Regions from separate parts of the Mus musculus genome. Here region 1 is linked to region 2. The links are chromatin contacts, called in public promoter capture Hi-C maps. All regions are on one chromosome and are shown on one strand. Each heading gives the region's core, a stretch centred on a gene start, on an enhancer-like site or on the middle of the called end of the contact. The rest is flanking DNA. Distances are from core to core; before and after follow the strand shown. Region 1 holds the start of Asb15 (ankyrin repeat and SOCS box-containing 15). Region 2 holds the start of Capza2 (capping protein (actin filament) muscle Z-line, alpha 2).

Region 1 (5,270 bases), core at 2,520-5,019, 6.9 Mb before region 2:
TCCCTTCAAGGTCGGCGTGTCAGTGCCTTGGAAGGTATCTGGGTTAGTGAGCTACTTAGAAGTAGTTTTAAAGTGTTGAGAAACTTGAACAGTGTAGGGAGAAGTACTCAGCCAGCCAAACAAGAGAAGATAGGGTTTGGTGGCCAATTTTCCACATAAGAAACAACAGATAAAGTGACTCCAAGGGACATTCTGGGAGAGACTGAATGAGTAAAGAGACTGAGCACTGAATTAAGAATCATTGGAAATAGATTTGTTTTATTTTTCATGCATCTTCAAAATAAAACTTTCATTTGTTTGTAATATCATCAGAGATTTATAAAAGTGACTATTGAATAAAATTCAGTTGGAATCATATGGCTAAGTTTGTAATTTCCTTCCCTTTTACCCCTCCCTACCCCTCCCCCCTGCCCCCCAAGCAAAGCAATGACAGCTTTTTGCTGTTCGGTTAAATTAGTAAGATGTAAACATGCTAAAACTAATTTCAAACCTCAAGGGACAGGGAGAGACGTGTAAGCACAAAGCACATCTGCCAGAGTGAGGAGAGTCGGAGGCAGGTTCCAATTATATTCAGCTTTGCCTGGTCCTCTCTTAAACAGTCTGTAAGAGGGGACACGATTACTAAGCAGAAGCAAGCCCGGAGGGCTCACACGGGTCCAAGAATGACAGCATGCCCAGCAGCCTGTTGTGAAAGGAGGGAATGAAAACCACCAGGAGGAATCACACGGTGTGAAAAAGGGAAGCACCTAGGAGCTGGCCAAGATTTAACCATGCCCCATCAGAACGCATTGTCCCTCACAGATACATTATTTGCTGCATCTTTCTAGTTGTCTAAATCACTTAAGTCTTTTTCTCCAGGCCATACTCCCTGCTGCATCCTTGGTCTTGTAACTGGGAAGTTACAAGAAACAGTTTTGTTTGGTTTGCTTCCCTCCCAGTTTCCCTAAGAGTCTCTTGGCCAGCTCCCCACAGCCAACAAAAACAGCTATGCTCTTAAGATATGATGTATAGTCCACTTAATTTCCTTCCTCCCCATCCTTTGGTGTCGAGCTGCTGTGAACATTCCTGCCATACCTCTTGCTCAGCAGGATTACACTGTAATATATGCACCTTTCTCCAGCCCGTTCTCATTCTAGGTTCTGACAACGCACTGACTCCTTTAACACCTTATTTCTCCAGCCCCGTAAGTCAGTCTCACAGTCTGTATTAAAAATGCATGTGATGGGACACACTTAAGTTACATACAAAGTCACAAGATCGAGTCTTCTTTAGTTACTGACTGCTATTAGCTATGATTGTTTGAATGCCACGTGGGCTTTGAGTCCCTGATACTTTGAAACGGACTTTCTTCCCCCACCACCTACACGATGCTGAGATATTCTGGGCCAGACTCTTTTATGCTGTACGGACAATATTTCATCACAAAGACTGTGCCAAAACATGTAAAAGAACACACACACACACACACACACACACACACACACACACACACACCCCAAACAAAAAACAACCAGCAAAATCCTCCATTATCTAAGTGATGGAAGATTGTCATTAACTTTTGTCACCACCTGCTGGTCAAAAAGCTGTATGGCTCATGGATTAACTGGACCCGGAAGAGGCAGCATTTGAGATGCTTCAACTATATTTGTATCACAGGATTATATGTAGCAGAGAAAGGACAAGTTGTTTAAATATAAAGACTCCTAAGATTATTTCTTTCTTCATTATACGTTATATATTCTGTTTTATTTAATATTGTATACTACAAGCAAGGAAGCTCTTAGACCCCAAAGCTATGTTCACTATGACATTTTGAGGTAGTGGGGGAGAATATGATTACACTATTTACCCAGGCTTTCAAAACATGTGGATTAGTATGAGAATTCCACCCTGTACCATTGTAAAAGCTTATATATAATTTTAGGAAGAATTAGGGAGGTTCTGATGTTTCTTAGCCCCAGTGGTTAACCCAGATCATCTTCATTTCCCTGTCACCTCTGAAAGCAGGCACCACACTGTTTTGTTACCCCATTGTACTGCTCTTTAAATGTCTTGACCAGTGCTGTTAGTAAACATAACATTTTTGTTATTGTTTCTTTCTTTTTTTTCCTTAGTGGAAAATTTCCAAAGAAGTAGGCTTGGCTAGAGTGAAAGGTGGGAGAATGCAGTTTAGTCAGAGCGATCTGACAGTTGAAGGTTTTTCATTTATCCACGAGATGCTCTGGTTAAGTGATTTTGGCCTTGAAACTGTCCAGGGAACAGGACTCTGTTCTGATGAGAAGGCTAGGCTGATCTCATGTCAGGCTTCAGAGTGGCAGTTAAGGAGACTAGGCCTAAATCTTTGTTTCCAAGAACTGGGCAATTCCAAGCAAGTCCAGGCCTCAGAAACTGTCCTGCCACCTGGCCTGAGGCAAGGACAATGAGGTCAGCAGCAGTTCCCAGACCTCCTCAGCTACTTCCTCAGCAACAGCTTCCAGCCCCCAAGATAGTAAAGGAATGTCCCTAGAGATGGAGTAAGATAAGGGTCATCTACCCCAGAATGCCCTAATGTGCTTTAAATCAGGCCTGTGAGTACACTTGCTTGTCTCTCTATCTTGGTAATGGGCGATTCCAACATGCTGGACTTCTGCAGAATAAAACACCTTGTGCTTATATACTATTAGAGTCTGGAGTATCATTCTTCAGTGAAGCATGGATGCTTACACTGACTGTTCCTTCAGGATGCAGCATCCTTTAGCTGGTTCTGTGTAACAACAGTTCTTTACTCGGTCTCACATTTCCACATAAATACCACCCTCTCAGAGACAGGCTGTGCCCTGCTCATTCCTTTTGAAAATGGTCACACTGGACAATTTTACTCATTAATTTTGTTGAACCTCTTTCTGAACAAATGGTATGAGAGAAAATCTCCAAGTGGTTAACTTAATGACTCAAACAGGCCTAGTTAGGTTTTGGAGAGGGGTGTAAACTGTCTGGTTTGGCATTGTTATCACTTCTGGTACAAGCCAGGAATGATAAGTTATGTCCCTTCGGGCAAATGTCCTCACCATTACCTGGGCACCAAGACACTCTCTTTCAGTTGTTTCTCCTAGTTTTGTTTGTTTGTTTGTTTTTGTTGTTGTTTTGTTTTCCTCTGTTGAATCAGAACCCTGGATTTCATTAACTACCTAATTTTGTTAAGATGGAACCTCTCACGATAAAGCCTCTAACCACTGAGAAGCAGAACCACAGGCTCCAGCTCAGGTTGGAGGTTAGAGGGCCTGAAGAGCAAATTCTGTAAGATGTAGTAGGTCGAGAGCTTGGCTCTAGTTCTCCTGCCTCAAACTCCTCTCTGGCATTTTCAAACTTTCCTAAAATCCGCCTTTCCTAGAACTGGGACATTTACTCCTCTGGGTCGGCCATACAGTGCACTTCTACCACCTGCGAACCCAGAACATTCTATTCTTGCAATGTTTGTTAATGCATTCCTAGATCCCCTTCTGATATCACAGATGCCACGGGATGTGTCCCTTTATAGCGAATTCTACTGTCTCTAGCTTAGAATACCACTAGCAAGCTTTCATTCAGTGTGGCCCTCTACAACAGGTTGGTTCAGAAATCTACTTATTTTTGTACCGCATGGAAGCAATCCGTTTTGTAGTACCTCATAGCCTGGATCAGTCAAGTCTGTCTACTCTCGATGTCTTTAGCAAATACTGCCATGCAGACGCTTGAATCCAAAGTTACAAAGAACACATGCATCTTTTATAAAGCCATGATTCCACATTCTAGAACACACTCAACAATGACAGATGTTCTTGGGATCTGGAGGGACAGAGAACAGGGACTATGACCTCATAAACACCCACTGGAACAAAGACTACGACTTCATAACCTTTCATTCATCAGTCTCCTCAAGAGAAAACGGATGCATCAGATGGTTAATTCCACTTTATAATTTCCACTTATGAGTATGCATTCACACACGTGGAGGGAAAGCATTCTTCATGGTGCTCAGGCCTGCTTCCACCCTCATTTCCATAACCTGAGGAAGTCCGGGTAAAATAGCAGTCGAAGGCTGAGCAAAATCAAAGTCCCTGCAGTGACTACGTTGCAAGTTTTTCCGTAGCGTAGCGCTTTTCTTAACCTTTAGTACTCAGAGACGTCAGTCGGTCTCTACTACACCAAAGCCCTGCGTGGAGCCGCTTGTGTGAGCTGCGCAGGCGCAAATCTACCTCTCCTAGGTGGGCGGGAGCTGCCCCTACCCAGCCCGAGCGGTTGGAGCCAAGAGTGTTCTTAGGTGACTCAGGGGCAGCATCGACGCTCGATTGAGCGGGCTTGGGAAAGGTTCCCAGAGGGCTGTGCGCTGGAGGCGCTGGACGCTGTCATGGCGGGCTTGCTGAAAAAGGTGAGCGTGTGGAGGTCACCGTGATGCTGCGAATGGGGACCGTAGGCAGCCGCGTCTCCCTCATCGGTGGGCAGAGACGCTAAGAGGAGGGGTTGGGGGAGTGTTCCGCTGTCCTGGCAGGGGGCGACAGGGTGCGTAGTTGTGTCGGGAGGGTCGGCTAACCAGGGGATTACGGTAAACATCACGGTCCTGTTTTGTCTCTGCACAGACAACTGGCCTGGTGGGGTTGGCGGTGTGCGACACTCCACACGAGGTAAGTGCGACTTTTTGTGTCGTCCTTCTCAAGCAAGACTGTGATCGACCGAACTTGCCCTTGCAAGATTAACGAGACCCCCGTGAGCTCTGGCCTCCGGGGCAGCGCTGAGCTTCGCTGACCCCGTGGCATCCTTTTTGCAATGCCTCCTTTTGCCTTCGCCGTGACCTCTTAATTAAGACGCGTTTCTTCACGGCATTCTCTTAGCGTCAGTGGTGTGGAGTATTCTCAGCTCCCTTCAGAGTCGCATTTTCATTTTCCATCCTTTCCCTACCGACATTTCTGCCTTGCCTTTCGCACACTGGCTGACCCTGTCGTCCTCATGGTTGCCTCCTTCGGTATCCATTGGGGAAACATAAACAACAACCAAGACCAAACAAACCTAAACAAAACCACTGTGATTTATCCCCCCTTTCAGCAATTGCACCATTTCTTTCCTTCCCGTCTACACACATAACTCGAAAGCGTTGTCAGTGCTCACTGTCTCTTACTCCTTGAGTACACTTAAGCGAGGCCCAAACTTTTTTTTTTTAAGGAGTTACCAGTGATGCTAAATTTGCTAGTCAGTTCACATTTCTCGTAATTGTACCGAAAGTGGCATTGAAAATATCCTTACGTTTATTTATTTGT
Region 2 (5,482 bases), core at 205-2,704:
CTGGTATATTTTCAATAAATAGCTTTAAACTATTCAATGCTACAAATGTAAACACTGTACAGCAACTTTTAGCGACTTAGGGTCTAATTCTGTGAATTAAAGTAAGGTATGCTTGTCCCCATTTTGTTAAGTTATCACCATTTCATCCAAGGGCACAAACGAGAAAGCCAGAACACTTCCAAAACCATAAAAGAGGCTGAGTTCTGAACAACCAAAGAGAAAGAGAACACTAATTCTGGTGCAGTATAAAAGGAGAGGGTCCCAACTGAAAATATCCTTAGTGTTTCTCTAACACCCTACTAGAACTGAGTTCTGTTTCCCACATGGGTGTACTTCATTTGGAACTTAAAAACAAGCTAAGATCAGACATTTCCAAAGGGCAGCACACTCATATGTCAGTTAAGTCTAAGTTTGAAAAAAACGTCCCGGTCTTTTCCAGAAAATACTCAAAACGTATGGCGTTCCCCCTCACACTACTTGCCCCTTGGTACGCGGTCTCCTCAGTCGCCAAAGAAAATGGGCAAGAGCCTTAGTTCAATGATCAGATTTCGTATCACAAATGTGAGAACTTGAGTCGTGCATTTGGTCCTAATGCTGTCACAGCATTTAACACACAGTAAAAGGAGTTGCACCCGCTCGCCCTCTTCAGAGTTGGTCCTATCAGGAAGATGGGATGTCACCAAATCTGCCCCAAGAGGGGGAAGCAGCCAAGTTGGGCAGAAAATAACTATGGGAGGGAGGGGTGTCTTTGTGAACAATACTGCCTTCCGGGGAACATGGGAGCAGCAATTAAAAAAAAAAAAAAGGTAATGACAATATTAATAAAAGAAATAGATGGCGGGGGGTGGGGGGGAAGGGGCGGGATGTGGAGACGGCGACCTCCGGAGGGAAGGAAACACCCTGGGGAACCAGGAAGCACTTCGCGTTGGGGAGGAGAAACTGCAGGAAAAAGTGAGGGTCGGCTATGCCGTCTTCCCCGCCCGCCCGCCTCACGGCGAAAGCCCCAGGCCAGGCGGCGCCGCTCCGCCGTCGGCCGCTCCCGAGCCCGGACCCCCAGGGCCGGGTCCCGCCGCCCCCGCTCCCGCCCGCGGCCGCCGGGCTCCGCTTCCTATTTTCGGAGCACACACCCTACAAGGAGCGGAGGGGCCCGGCCTCGGGGAGCCCGGGCAGCACCCCGCTCGGGAAGCGCAGGCGTGCGGCCCACCACCGGAGCCCGCCCGGGGTCAGACTCCGGCCCTCGCGCCTCGGCACTCACCTCTCCCGCCCTCCCGCCCGCCCGGCTCCTCACCGCCGCGGCACCTACCTTCTCCTCATCGGACAACTGCTCCTCCAGATCCGCCATCTTCCTTCTGGCGACAGACCGTGGCGCTGGTGGCAGCAGCGGCCACCTGACTTCCCCCTTTCCGAGCGGTCTTCCGCGCCGCGCGCCCCCGCCAAGGGAGGGGCCCCGCCGCCCAGGCCGCCGCGCACGCGCCCCGGAGCTCCGCCTCCCGGGAGCCGAGCCACTGCGCACACGCCTGGGAGCTCCGCCTCCTCAGCCTAGGCCGCCGCGCACGCGCCCCCGGAGCTCCGCCTCCCTCCCCCTGAGCGCCGGCCTGAGCGCCGCTGTGCGCGTGCGCAGCGCCTCCAAAGTGGGATTGCTATGGTTATCTTCTGTCATCCTGCTCTGTCTGGTGCCTTCTCTAGTCAACGATGACCATATGGACCCGGTTGGCGATGAGTACATTCTGAGCCCATGACTTTGTTCCCACCAAGTCCTGAACGCTGCCAGCTAAAATGTGAAAAGCTGTACCAATTTAAAACATTTTTAAGTATTAGGAAAAATACTGTTTTAATTGAAATAGGCACACACAATCCAGTCCATAATTGAAAGATTACTTTTGATATATTCATTTATTCATCCGAAAAACATTTATTGGTCTTTTATGATAGGAAGACTATTTTGCTAGTTCTTAGGAATAAGAAATGTAGATTTAAAAACCCAAACAAACAAAAATCCCAAAGAAAATGCTCTTAAGCTCACCTCTATTAATTAGACATTGAGTTAGGGAAGGCATTGTACTCCTGGAAAGTAAAAAAAAAAGAAAAAAAAGTTAAGTTAGCCTTGGATCTGTACCCTCATGAACTGGCTGTCCAAACTACTTACAGGTCATCCAGTAGAAATTTCAATTTCATACAACCAATTTTTAAGGTAAATGTCCCATGAAGGATTTAAAGCATTCTAAAACCATTATTTATTATTTTCAAATTTTACTGGATGTCTCCTACTTTTATTTGCTAAATCTGGCAACTCTACTACTGAAGCTTCAAGTTAAAGAAAAGGGGGGGGGGTGGAAGGTTGAAGTCAAAGCTGACACAGGAAGCAGCTGGAAATGTTGATAAAATTGAGTTGCTAGTTCAGCAGGCCTGAGCAAACCAGAGAATCTATATTTCTTACAAGCTCCCAGGAAGGAGGAGTGCTACTCGTCTGAAAACCACACTTTGTTTTTACCAAGGACTAAGAGTTTAGTTAGTAGTTAAGACTTCAATAATTAGAAAGTGAGAAGCTCTTGAGGGCATTTGGACAGTGTCACGACATGAACCGAACATGCTCAGCGGTGTCAATCTGACAGCTGTGTGTAAATGACAGGTAAGAGGACCCTAAAGAGCTCAAATAGCTATCTGGGTCCAAGAACACTATCATTAAGTGACTTACTAAAGTGTTCGTTTGCAGAGAGCAGGAAGAGGAAGCTGACATGTGCGGGAACTGAAAGTGTCCAGTTGAAGACAAACCCGTGGAGACAGCATGCAAGTTAACAAAGAACAGTGTCTGACCAAACCCCTCAGGAGCTACAAGTCAATATCAGTTCCCTCTTTTATAGTTCCTAAATCCTTGCTTTATTTATTGCTCCCTGCCATTGTAAGTGTAAGTATTACTGTTCGTCCAAACCAAAGCTCAGGAATTTATCCAATGCTACATAGCTCGAATACGACTGAATCCTAGGCATTTTGTTCAACATCCCACATTCTTTCCACTGTCAGAACTTTCTCCCTTTCTCCACAGAATAAAACTTAATGGAGGTGCCTTCTCTGGCATGCCAGCAATCCAGTTCACAGCACCTTCTTCAACAGTATCTGGGACTCAGGGTTTCCCCACCAAGGTTGCTCCTATTTACTTAGCATTTTATGTCTTACACAGTGGGTTCTTGGTGAATGTTGCATAGCTAACTTACTGGCAGCACTACCCTTTAGAAGCCTCATTGAAAATCTTGTAATGTTTTGCAATAATCTGAGTCAGAGTATGTTTCTAGCCGTGGGTTTGGTGATATTTGCATATGGTTCCCATAGCAATTTAAAAAGCAGTAAATTATGTATAATGTCGAATAGTCCCTATAGTAATCTCTAAACACTACCTTCTTGATACAGCTAAAGGGATTCGCAGAATTTAAGTGACATGTATTTGGAAGAAACTTCAGCAAGTATAAATAAGAAGTGCTTGTTACAAGACTGCACTAAGAAACATGCCAGTATCCTTGCCTCTGGTGCATCATAATCAAGAGATAAGCAAAAGTTTCCCTGCACAGTTCTATCAACATGAGAATTTCTATCTCCTTTCTCTTTTTTTAAAAAATAACTTTTATTTATTCCTTGAGCATATTAGATAATATATTTTTACTTTATTCATTCCCTTCCCCCAACTCCTCTCACAAACTCCCATGAAATTTTCCATGATTTTCCTATTTAGTTTCCAAACTCACCTCTCTTCTACTTTTTAGTGGTTTAATCATGGCTTTTCAAAACCTCCCTAGACTTGTCTTTTTAAGATTGCTTTTGTAAAAGATGTTTTTAATGAGTGTTGGTGTTTTGCCTACACGTATGTCTGTGTGAGGGTGCCAGATCCCCTGGAACTGGGGTTACAGACAGTATTGAGTGACCATGTGGGTGTTGCGAATTGAACCTGGGTCCTCTGGAAGAGCAGCCAGTGTTCTTAACCACTGAGCCATCTCTCCAGACCTGCTTTTTCTCCCCTCTTCAATTTCCTGTAGATATGCTCAAACTCTGTATATTTTAGTTATCATGAAAACTGGTGAGATGGCTCAGTAGATAAAAGTGTTTGCCACGAAGCCTGATGATCTGAATTTGATCACAGAACCCACCCAGTAGATTGAGTGAACCAACTTCTCTAAGTCGCCTTCCAACACACACACACACACACACACACACACACACACACACACACACACACATTGTGGCATGCACCTCCCGTCCAAGAAACAAATGTAAAACTTATTGTGAACAGAGGTTACTTAATTTCATAGACACGAAATTCTGGGTTCCATTGTTGTGTAGCAGTTTCCTTGGAGATTAAAAACCTTTGCTCCAAGTGTAGCTTAGCTAACTAGTGAGTTGAATGAGGTTTACAGGGGTGTGGTTGAAAGGTCACTCACAGGAGTATGGCAGCTGCACTGGGGGGGGAGGGGGGGAGAGGAGAGCCATACCCACACCGGCATGGGTAATGACTCATGAGAGTAGCACTCTAAGAGCTGCCGGTGTGATCTGTAGACAGTCTTTCTCCACCTGTATCTAGCTGCCTATATAATGTGTAGAGTGCAAGAACAAGCTCTGTGAGTTTGGTTTACTTCTTGAGCCTTGTAAATTTCATTACTCCCTGACTCTTCCTATGACTCCTGGGAAGCAGTGTTTGGATTCTGAGGCTATAGCTACATAACAGAAACCCTCATTGAATCTTGAAATATTTTTTTCTCCTAGACTCCTGTGTAAAGATTTCTTTTGATATTTTGTCATATATAACCTCATTCAAAGACATTCATATTTTATGCCTTCCAACAAAACTTCTCTTCAAGTGCTTTTATGTGCCACACACTAGATATGCCAAAAGCTAATAAAGACATAGGCCATGACCTAGAGGAGCAGAATGGTACTATGATGATAATAAGTGACATCATTAAGATCTATAATTAATACCTGGTATTAATAATAATAACTTATTAACATCTAAGTTCTGATTTTTTTTCCAGCTTCTCCCAGCCTTGAGAGATTTAATTTACTCTGTTTCCATTTCTTTTCATTTGTGGTTGGGGATATTACCGATACTCCCATTACAAGGCTGTCCTGTGGACTTAGTGAGATCACAGGCAGTGTGCTTAGCATCTGGACCAGGTATTAATATAGGTCTTAGTGATGTCACATATTATCATCCTAGTACCATTCTGCTCCTCTAGGTCATGGCCTATGTCTTCATTAGCTTTTGGCATATCTAGTGTGTGGCACATAAAAGCCCTTGAAGAGAAGTTTTGTTGGGAGGCATATCCAGTGATCCATTTCACATACCTGAATGGGAATTTTAAAATTGTGCTAGTAGACAAATGGTGACTTCCAGAACAAGACAGCAAACAATTTTCCTAGAGAGTCCCAAGTTACTCAGCTGCCACTTAGCTAACTCTGTAATTGATTTTTTTTTTTACTCTATATTTCCCCTACC

What was found. Promoter capture Hi-C pulls out the DNA fragments that hold promoters and counts their contacts.
Region 1: a promoter capture Hi-C map of pre-B cells shows a contact between it and region 2. The contact joins the promoter of Asb15 here to the promoter of Capza2 in region 2. A contact is called at or near these places in 1 of 39 promoter capture datasets (pre-B cells) and 1 of 484 Hi-C or Micro-C datasets (CD4 T cells).

Annotation. Positions count from the first base shown.
Region 1 is chr6:24,526,643-24,531,912 of GRCm38.p6, reverse strand. Asb15 (ankyrin repeat and SOCS box-containing 15) reads right to left here and starts at 3,769. Exons shown (of 10, transcript NM_080847.3): 1 at 3,644-3,769. Ndufa5 (NADH:ubiquinone oxidoreductase subunit A5) reads left to right here and starts at 4,223. Exons shown (of 5, transcript NM_026614.3): 1 at 4,223-4,387; 2 at 4,596-4,640. The coding sequence starts at 4,367.
Region 2 is chr6:17,632,982-17,638,463 of GRCm38.p6, reverse strand. Capza2 (capping protein (actin filament) muscle Z-line, alpha 2) reads right to left here and starts at 1,454. Exons shown (of 10, transcript NM_007604.3): 1 at 1,304-1,454. The coding sequence starts at 1,342.